Linked DNA regions of Oryctolagus cuniculus: region 1 is linked to region 2. Evidence: chromatin contacts called from public Micro-C data. All regions are on one chromosome and are shown on one strand. The core of a region is the stretch at or near the end of the contact, and the rest is flanking DNA. Distances in the headings are between cores, read along the strand shown.

What was found. A called contact is a pair of places that touch in the nucleus more often than the background predicts.
Region 1: a Micro-C map of ear pinna shows a contact between it and region 2, with 8 times the contacts expected there. The contact joins the promoter of MYCBP2 here to the enhancer-like site in region 2. A contact is called at or near these places in 4 of 6 Hi-C or Micro-C datasets (ear pinna, liver, psoas muscle and 1 more).

What each region holds. Positions count from the first base shown.
Region 1 is chr9:35,118,774-35,124,178 of mOryCun1.1, reverse strand. It overlaps MYCBP2 (MYC binding protein 2), which reads right to left and starts at 2,196. Exons shown (of 83, transcript XM_070048701.1): 1 at 1,544-2,196. The coding sequence starts at 1,845. It overlaps LOC127492114 (a long non-coding RNA gene), which reads left to right and starts at 2,188. Exons shown (of 5, transcript XR_011378745.1): 1 at 2,188-2,367.
Region 2 is chr9:34,931,476-34,936,431 of mOryCun1.1, reverse strand. The region is part of intron 2 of LOC138843768 (a long non-coding RNA gene); the gene reads left to right. Among named protein-coding and RNA genes, the nearest start is that of SCEL, 71 kb to the right of the region's middle. Within about 2 kb of position 2,046, at least 7 of the 8 cell types and tissues checked have an H3K27ac peak or open chromatin away from gene starts, as enhancers often do. A contact at or near this core is called in ear pinna, where this site is marked.

The DNA of each region.
Region 1 (5,405 bases), core at 947-3,446, 190 kb before region 2:
AGCTACAGAGCCATAATTCAGAGACTCATAGCTCAAAATCACACCCAATTATCAGGAAAAAGCTGTATAATGTGGCTCTGTGCTATTTTCAAAAACACTAGCATGAAACAAACTTGTGCCACAGGGCCTTCATGTTAAAGAGCAAAGGGCGTTGTTTATATACGTTTCTGTCCATATGACAGAGCCACTCACATGCCTAATCCAGTAGACAATCACAGAACTGCCAAGACTGGTTTACCCAGAAAAAGTGTGAACAAACCTCCATCTTTACAACTCTCCTCAGTGAATAAGTCACAAGACATAGTGACAGACTACGAATATCCGATTTACAGCCTAGCCCCTTGCATAACAGAAGAACAGGACACCTGGTTACTGCCTAATAACCTGCACATTCAATAAACACAGTAAACCCTTCAACTCATTCGACAAAATTCTACTATGCTCTCCTCACGCAGTGCAAGAAGCTCCGTGAGAAGGGCTGAAGCCAACTCCCCAGAACCACCATCAAAGCTGGTGAAGCAAGTCAGTCACCATCCCTCAGGGTCTGTGGCATGTTAAGGCAAGGAGAAGAAAACAATAGCAGAGCCCTCAGCAAAAAAGGCACCCACGTTTTGAGAAAAAGAAAACGAAAGTGATTTAACATCCACATCAAGGAAACTGAAGGTGCAGCCAGCCCAAATGGAAGAGATCCAGGAGCTTCTCAAAATTTCGAGCCGGTGGCAGCTGAACACTACACCAGCCGTCATATTTTGAAGTTCTCCGGTGCTCCCTGTTTCCCTACAAAATCCCCTGCCCTCTGAAGCCTGCAAGTAATAGAGGAAACAGAACAGAAGATGAAGAGAAATGGCCGATGGGACAGCAGAACACAGGAGCAGCTGCGACCACATTTCCAGAAGACCCAAAGGCCCAGAGAGCAGATCTAAAACCCTCCGTCAGGCTCCCTTCGCACCCACAGAAATCTCCATTTGCATCTCTTATTCATAAATCTTTGAAAAGGAAACCTCGTGCCTAGCCTCCTGCCTGATTATCACGAATTCATTCTGCAAAAAAGACGTTCTTCTTCATCTATATCAGTGTCCTCCTTAATGAATGGCAGATATCTTTAAAGGGGGGGCGGAGGTCTGGCTAGAAAAGGGAGGGAGCAATGGCATGCGGGGGGGGGGGGTGCGGCGTGCAAATAACATTGCGGCAGAGACACTGCGAACGCCACTTCCTTCACCACTTCTCTTCGGGTATTACCCTAGTGTCCTCGACCATGCCTCCTCCTTCCTCAACAATACACACACGTGTCAGGACCGACCCAGCACCATCATCGTGTCCAGTATCACACGCGACTGCCGCCCTCAATAACCCCCCACATGGGCAGACACACACTCGAGAGCAGAAACTGCAGCCACCGCACCCTCCCGAGATCCTGGGAAACGTTTCTGGGGCCTCGCATCAATGAAAGCTCGAGAAACGCAGACGTGAACACACACACACACACACACATACAGGCGCACACGAGGCGCGCGGCGCAAGGACGGCACCCTTGGAGACTCACCTGGAGGCCGGGTGTCCGGAGCTGCTGCCCCCCTGGTCCCTGTCACTGAGCGCGGCGGTGTAAATCCTCCGGTAGCGGTCGGCCAGGGCGCGACCTGACAGCAGCAGCTGGTACTGACCCCGGGTGTCCGCGGCGGGCAGCCCCAGCCCCAGCCCCGCGGCAGCCACGGAGCCATCGGGAACCGGCATGAACAGCGCTCCCGGTGCCGGGGAGGAAGAGAAGGTGGCGGCTGCGAAGAATCCGTCCCCTCCGGGCCCCGAGGAGGCGGCGGCGGGGGAAGCAGTCGCTGCGCACATCATCATCTTCGCCGCCGCCGCCGCCTCGTCCCCGCGGGCCGGGCGGGCAGACACGCGCGCGCACACACACAGCCCTTTTCCAACGACGTCGGCTCCGGTGGCGGCCTCTGGCTCCCACAGCGGGGAGACTACAAAGACAGCGACCTTCTCCTCCTTCTCCTTCTCCTCCTCCTCCCCCCCGCGCCGCCCTCGCCGCTACTGGGGCCGCTCATCTAACCCCGCCACCCGGGGAGTGTGAGGAGGAGGCGGTGCCGCCGCTGCCGCCGCCACCACCGCTGCCACCGCCGGGGCTACCCGCAGTGGGAAGCTGCCGGCCGCACTGAGCATGCGCCACGCTTCGCACATGCTCAGTAACTCGGCCTCCCCCCCACCCTCCTCAGCCACCACTCCCTCCGCCCCCAGGGCTTTGGGTGTGGGGCGACTGGGTGGTGCGGTTTGTGAAAGAAATCCACTTCTCCAGGATTTCCTAGCAGCTTAAGGAAGAGTGAGGACAGTGTTGGGCAAGGCTGCCTGCTACCGGCGTTTCAGGTAATGGGTTCCCTCCAGGTGGGAGACTTAGAACCTGAGAGAGAGGCCTGGAGCCCCGCGCCGGAGCGCGCAGCACTGCCACCTGCCCCCCAGCTCTGTGCTGCCAGCGCCAAGGTTTATTGTGAGCAGGACTGGTTAATTCAGAATTGGGGACGGCCTGCAGCGCCTGCACTCCATCCATAGGGACGCAGGTTCGAGTCCTGGCTGCTCCATTTCTGATCCAGCTCCCCGCTAATGCGCCTGGGAAAGTACCAGAGGACGGCCCAAGTGCTTGGGCCTCTGCACCAGGTGAGACCCGGAAGAAGCTCCTGGCTTCTCGCCATTGCGGCCATATGGGGAGTGAACCAGCGAGTGGAAGGTCTTTCTGTCTCTCCTCCTCTTTCTCTTCTCCTTTTTCTCTGTAATTCTTTCAAATAAATAAATCTTTTTAGGAAAGAAAAAAAAAAAAACAGAATTAGTCGGTAGGCTAGTATTCACAAATCAGTCATTCATGCGCAGGACATCACAGCTGAATCTTGATGCAAGAATGTTTTCTTGTGTGTTGTGTTGACTCCTCAGGCACACTAAGGGTACACTATGTTCTCTTGACGGTGGTCCCTTAACAGCTTATCTTTTTCGGCCAAGACTCCTGTTATTAAAGATGTCTTAAATATAACCTGAAACTATGATTGTGACTAAGATTGTATAACATCTGATTATGTCAGATCTACCAAAGATCGCACCTTTGTTATGTCTAAAAAGTGACATGGGCTGAATCCTCTGTTCGGAGCTAATCTGCTAACCTCATTGCATGCTCTGGAAATAAATGCACCAGTGCACCCTGATTCCTGTTAAGTTTTATCCTTTTGACTCCAAACCCTAATTTACAGTCATTTCTAAGTCTTATAAGCCCAGTACTACATCCTTCAACTATTCAATTACGCACTAGTTCTCATCTCTGTGCCTGTTCTTTGAATGTCTTCTCTTTAAAAATGACAAAAAGTCCTGCTTATTGTTTAATAAATACAGTGGGTGCAGAAGTTAATTAATTCTTGCTTTGCAGAGGAAGGGTGCTGGCAGTAGTATTGTTTAGCTATTGTTTAAATAATAGATGGCTAACACTTAGAGCTTTTTATTTTTTATTTTTAAAAGATTTATTTATTTTTTATTTGAAAGGCAGAGTTACAAAGAGGAGAAACACACACATACAAAGAGAGAGAGAGACTTTCCATCCACTGGTTCACTCCCCAAATGGTCACAATAGCCAGGGTTGAGCCAGGCCTAAACCAAGAGCCAGGAACCCCAACTGCATCTTCCACATGGGTGTCAGGGGCCCAGGCACCTGGGCCATCTTCCGATGTTCTCCCAGGCACATTCGCAGGGAGCTGAATTAGAAGTGAAACAGTGGGGACTTGGTGCTTATATGGGATGCCAGGTGTTCCACACAGCATCTCATCAGCTGCAGTACAATGTGGCCCCTGGATTTTGTTTTTTTAGCTAAGAATGTGAAAATGAAAACATGGGAACTAAGGGCAGACATGTGGAATCACAGTATTTTAGCATTGTGCTAGCCCTGTTCAATCAGTTTGACACTTGCTTTGCTGTCTCAACTCTTACGAGTTCCTTCAGTGATTCTCATTCATTTTTGTGTCTCCCTCAGTTCCTAATCTAGCACTTTACACATCATATATCCAATAATTATTTGCTAGGCTCAGTGTCTGGGCTGGTGCTTCAGCTGGTACACACCTCAGTGTTGAGCAGGAACTTCCTCTTCCCCTGGTGAGAGCCAAGACACTGGAGGCAGCTAAATTCTAAGAGTGATATTAAAGGCCCAACAGGTGGATGGTTTAAGGGTGCATTACTGCTGCAAGACCCAGCAGGATAGCTGTAGGGCTTTGAAGTCAGACATCCTCAGTCTGGATTCTGCCTCTGCTACTTCATACTTTTATATCTGTGAGTAAGTTTCCTTCTCAGAATAGTGGTCAGGATAATTCCTACCACAGGAGATTGTAGGGAGCATCTAGGATGTCTGCCTTAGTACATAGCTTTTCCCAAGTGGTAACACACACTGAGCAAAACACACGACTGTGCTTGATGGTGGTGAGACTGTTGTCTGTATCTTCACCCACTGCATTCCCAGCTCCTAGCACAAGAGCTATTCCCAGGCAGGAGGAAAAGAATGTGTGCACATGGCGTGCACAGAGAAACATTCCCAGCGCAGGCTTGGTTGGTGACATGCGGTCATTGCCCCGTTTAGAGCATGTACACTTCCCAGAAGGAGCGGTGGCTCTGGTGTCAGGGTGCCTCCCACTCCTTCTTTAATTTCAGTCCTTACTGTACTCTTTACTCCTAGATGGGCCCCTTCCTGAGCCTCCCGGGTACACACAAAACCCGGGAACTGGACAATTTCCTGAGAAGTCCAACGGCGCAACTAGGCGTGCGCAGAGTCACACACATGCTCACTTAGGTAGCGGAGGGTGGCGTTTGTGTTGCGGTTGGCAGCGTTTCCTTCCACGGCAGCGGCAGCGGTCTCTCCACTCTAAATTGATAGCCATTGCAGCATTTTTTTTTTCTCCGCCTCCCCAACCTCCTCTTCCTGCCTCCGCACTGTGCGTTCCCCAGCCCCTGCCACCGCCACCGCTACACCCGTGGCCGCTGGATATTGGGGATGGCCGGGAAAGTGGCGCACGCCGGGATCGAAAGGGCGTGTGGTGTCACACTGAACCCCGCTGTCAGGGGGTCGTGAAGCGGGGTAGTCCCCAAGGCAAGTCACGAGGGGCACCTGCGCGGTCGCTGCGGACCAGAGACGTCGGATTTTTGCGATAGGCAAAGCAAACGTCGCCTACCGCAACTGCTGCAAGCCCAGCTCTCGACTGCCCGGACGGCCGGCGTGCTGGGGGCGGGAGAGGGGAGCTCTGGGTCTGCAAAGAACTGTGCCAAATGAAAGAATATGTCCAGGACGCGGCTTGGCTTGCTGCAGCCCCTCCGAGCGCGGCTCCCGGAGCTTCGGCGCTGCCATCTTAGCTTGCTCTCGGGGCCGCGCTGGGCGCGCGGAGCCG
Region 2 (4,956 bases), core at 797-3,296:
AATAGCCATGCTTTTAGGAGTATAAAATAATTATAATAGAAAATGGTCAGAGCCATTTGAAAGGTAGAACTAAGAACTATGAAGGTGTATACCTGTCTTCTGGTAACACCAGGGATGTACCATAGAGGAAATCACTAGAATCTATTCTACTATACTTTTAAAAAAATTTATTTGAGAAGTAGAGAAAGAGAGAGTGTGCATGCGAGAGCTAACATGAGCCCATGCTCCCATCTGCTGTTTCACATCCCAAATATATGATTTGGGAACTCAATCTAGGTCTTTCATGTGAGTGACAAGGATCTAACTACTTGATCTGTCACCTACTGCCTCCCATAGTTTGCATTACCAGGTATTTGCAATTGAGAGTGAAGCCAGAACTTGAACCCAAGCACTCTGATATGGGATACGGGCATATCGTGCAACATTTTAACCACTATGTCAAAGGCCCACCTCCTGCTGTATATTTTAATTGGATCTCAAACTGACAGGCACCCTGGGATCTGAGAATTCTACCTATTATATGGTGACATTATTTTATAACTTGTCCTAAATATTGTAGGTTATGTTCTTTGCCTGCAGGAGAATCAGGCATACAAAATCACTTTGATGCTCAGAAACTTTGTAGCTCATGAAGGCCTCTTTAAGAATTTTAGAGATTGCTAATTTGGATTCCCCTGTCTCCTGCAATATCTAAAATCAAGTGAGGGATCTTCAAAGAGTTCATGGAAAGTACTTACTGTGAAAAAATTATGCATGGATTTAAATATCGTTTACACCAAAGTATTCTAATTCCATTTTCCATGAACTTTTTGAGATTTCTGTGTATTTTAAGCTTGCTGGATTCTATTGCTTCCAAAATTCTTTTATGGAAGGGAAAAGAAAATTAATCCAAGGTAACATGTGTTCTTAGAGAAGAGTTTAGACTAAAATGTGGTCAGAAAACTCATTATAGGATGCCTTACTTTAGACCATATGGTTAATTTTTCTATGTACTCATGTGAAGAGTGTATTTATTTACTAAACTCTATGTGAGAGTGAAATTGGAAAAGACCGTGGTCTTCCAGTTCACAAATCTGATCAATTTTAACCTGTATGCCTGCCTACTTCAAGAGTGTGTTCTGTAAATTAATTGTAGCTATGTTTTCAATGTATAGATGTAAGTATCAAACTTATTTGCATTGATTGTTGGCAAGTTAGGATTATTTGTCTGTCTCTGATGGATCAAGGACACGGTTATTTCTCTTTTCATTAAAGCTCAAAGTATCTAAGAGTCTTTTCCTTCAGGGAGCCAAAGTGCCATCCCCAGAATACACAACATCTCAGAGCTCTGCTTCAGGAAATCAGGATGTATTGGCCTTGACTTCTGCCTATTCATTGCATGCATGCCTAGAATCCCAATGATTCTTTAATTGCTTTTATCATTTGCAAACTCTATCTGTAATCATATTTCCATGATCAATTCATGAAATCAGTAGCTGATTAAAAGATAGTTCTTGGTGCACTATCATGGGATACAGAGTTTTCTAGTTAAACTGGCTTAAGTGCAAATTTGGGGTTGGAAATAATGAAAATATTATATGCTGAGACCCTTAAAATGCTTTTTAGCTTTAATATGTAAGGTTCTGCATAGGGCTTAGAATTAACTCTTCGTCATGTTCCTCCTACCCTCAACACAATCCTGTGTTGTTGTTTTTAATCAGAGCCCAGTGTTTCAGTGTCTGTCACCGTCTTATCTGCATTTTCACAAGCATTTTAGCAGTCATGTGAGTCATTTCTTCCTCACCTCCCACAAGTAGCGTGGGTTAAATGGAGTTGTGGGATTGGAAAAAAAAAAAAAGAGTAAGAACACTTCACAATCTGAAAAGACAGCACTTAGATGAAAAACACACATGCGCAGACAGGCAGCAGCCTCCCAACGCCTCAGCCTCAGAAATTTCCGTGAAGTCCCAGGCCAGTGATTTGTGTTTTGTTGTGTTGTGGTTGCCCAGCCTCCTCGGTCTTTCTCGCTGTTTCGTAGGCGGGGTTAAATCACCGAGTGGATTGGGGGACTGACCTCATTACATCATAAGTGCTGAATCACTGTCCTACTACTGCCTTCTCCAAGGCACGGGACCCAAGCGTGTGCCCGTGAAAACCCTCTCAGGCTTGTGGAACATTTTTTCTGCTGTTTCCTATTAATGTTACATTCATGTGATCAAGAAGGTATTTCCTTCTCCTCTCTCCCCTGCCCTCTTCTTTTATTTTCTAAGCAATCAAATGTTTTTTAAATCCTGCAAAACGGCTTTCATTTTAAGGTTCTGATTGAAGGACGCCTTTCCCACAGCCCCAGTGGCTTGACTGCCCTCTAGCGGCTTTTGGTAACACATGCTGACAAAGAAAATATCTTTTTGTTTCTTGACCGGGTTGTGTTTCAAATAAAAACCTGCGTGCCTAGCGTGCCTAGCGTGCCTAGCGGTCCTTCTTTAAGAATGTGATACGTTTGCGTTTGAAAAGAACAAAAGGACAATGATGGATTTAAATCTCTATTTTGCATCATTGTTGCTGCAGCTAGAGAATCCCTTGAACTTCTGAAGTGTTAAGTAAATTAACCCCTGTCTGTGCAGCCTCCCTCAGTGAATGCCACAGTTTAAGAAGATTCATTCTTTGAAAATCGAATTGCTTTTGTCTGCACCACTCAGTTTCGGGAAAACTACTTCTTGCATCCTATCCAACCTCTAACATGGTGTCTCCTGCCATTCCAATTATCAGCCAAGAGACTTATTCATAATCACCAGCCTGCAATACTTTAAATAGGTGGTTGTTAAGCCAACTCTTTTTATTCAAAATACAACAAAAGCCAAAATTGCATGTTGAATTTTGTCCAGATGCTATCTTCTTTTAGCACATGCCCGCTGATGCACAACAGTGGTTCATTTTCTTATCATATGACAGAAGCACGTTTTCACTTCATGACTCTAACTGGCAATCGATGACAGAGTCTACAATTTACCTATCAGCTCACTTGTTTACAGAACCATCAGGCAGGGCATTTTCAGAATTAACACAATTTCTAAATCAATATGCATAACCACGGCCAAGCTGTGCTGTTCCTCAGATACCTTTCATTGTCTAGTTCAGTTCCAACAAGGGCTGTTTTGATGGTTACATTTTTCACCAAGGATAATAAAGACCACTGTAAATCAATTTGTTGATGTGAATATCACTACTAATACTCCTGTAAGGCCTTAAAAGCCTTTTGTCTAATTTTTTTCATACCCTTGTGCACCAGATGGACGAACTCAATCTCAAACAGAATAAAATCAGATTCCTTTGAGAACAGATTTCTATTGTCTCAAGCATTCATTAGTCCAGTAATTATGGCCTTTCTGAAAAGCTAGTTTAAAGGTTTTTCTGTTCTGTGATGTTTTTCTAGAGTTTCTATGTCCTTGATTTTGCACTGCAGAAGTTTCAAGGAACGTCTGTGCTGTCCTTGGTCTGAATCTTTGTCCAAAATGTACCTGTGGAGTGGGTAATTGCTATTAGAAAACCCAGAAATAAACAGTTGTCTCCCTGTGGCTTAATGGTTCTTTTGCCAGTTCCCAGTAGGCTCCCTCTCCTGTTTCTCACTGTGGCTTTTCCAAGTCTCCCCAGTCTCCCTAAGCAGATGAACTTGGCTCTTACCTGACAGATCAGAGAGACTCTCCACAATAACTCCTTCCTCCTATTTAATAAAGTACCAGCCTTGTCAATCTCACCCTTATCTCCTTTTTTTTCCAAGGCCAGTTGCTCTTCTTCACTCCCATTTCCTCACAGGTCCTCCTTCATCCTTGTCTCTTCTCTCACACCTTGCTTTAGTCTCCCACTGGTCACTGCCTCAATCCCTTCAGCCTCTGAACACCACAGAATCTCTTCTATATGACTGATGTAAGATCTATGAGAGTTAAAATAATGCCACCAGCTCCATACTGAATGCAGAGGCCACAGGTGATTCACAGGACAGAGGCTGCCATGTTTAGGGTTATGTGACTCTGCCACCCTTGCCTCAGTGGATTGGATTATGGTTAGGTTTTAGCCAAAGGCAGCAGATGTAATGGCCACAGCCAAAGGCAGTTCAAATATAAGAGCCAAAATTGCAGGATGGCTGAGTTCAGTTTGGGTGTCTGTTTGCAAGCAATAGAAAATGATCCTGGCAAATTTAACCTCCATAGGAAATTCATTGGAGAGATATATGTGGCTGACATATTGACAGGAGCCTCTAACACTTGCCTTAGAAAAGAGGCAGGAACCAAAGTGTTTTCAGGGACACAGGAAAGTTATACCAGGCAAGCAATTTTTTTTAGCTTGCTAATTCTACTGCTGTTCCTTCAATGGTGCACAGTCTGTAGCTGTTTCCACAGTTGTCTGATTGACTGAGGCTGAGGGACATGCTTGTTTCATAGCCATGCTATGCAGGAAGGGAGAGCATTGACTTACTGGCTTCCAAATGCAACTGGACTCTGTCTCTACTTTTATGCATAGTAGAAATTTGCTCCAAAAGGAGATGGATGTTAATAGGAGCTAGATGTTAAACAGCCCCAACCACTGTCTTAGTCTGTTTTGTATTTAACAAAATACTGAGTAACTCACAGAAAGATTTATTTGATTCATGATTCTGGTGGCTGGTGGGTCCAAACAGTGAAGGCTGGCATCCTGGTGAGGTCCCCCTGGCTGTGTCACAATGTGGTAGAAAGGTAGAAAGTGTAACTGGCCATGTGCAGAAGGGGCACATGTGTTTACAAGGAATCTAAAACCTAGGAACCCTGTGTGTGTGGGTGGGTGGAGATAAACCACTCCTACCAGACCTGACCAACTCCCATGAGAAATCATTAATCCACTCCTGAGGGTGGAGCCCCTGTGACCCAGTTACCTTCCACTAGTCCTCACCTCTTGAAGTTCTCCCAACTCAACACTGCCAAGCTAAGGATCAAGCATCCAGTG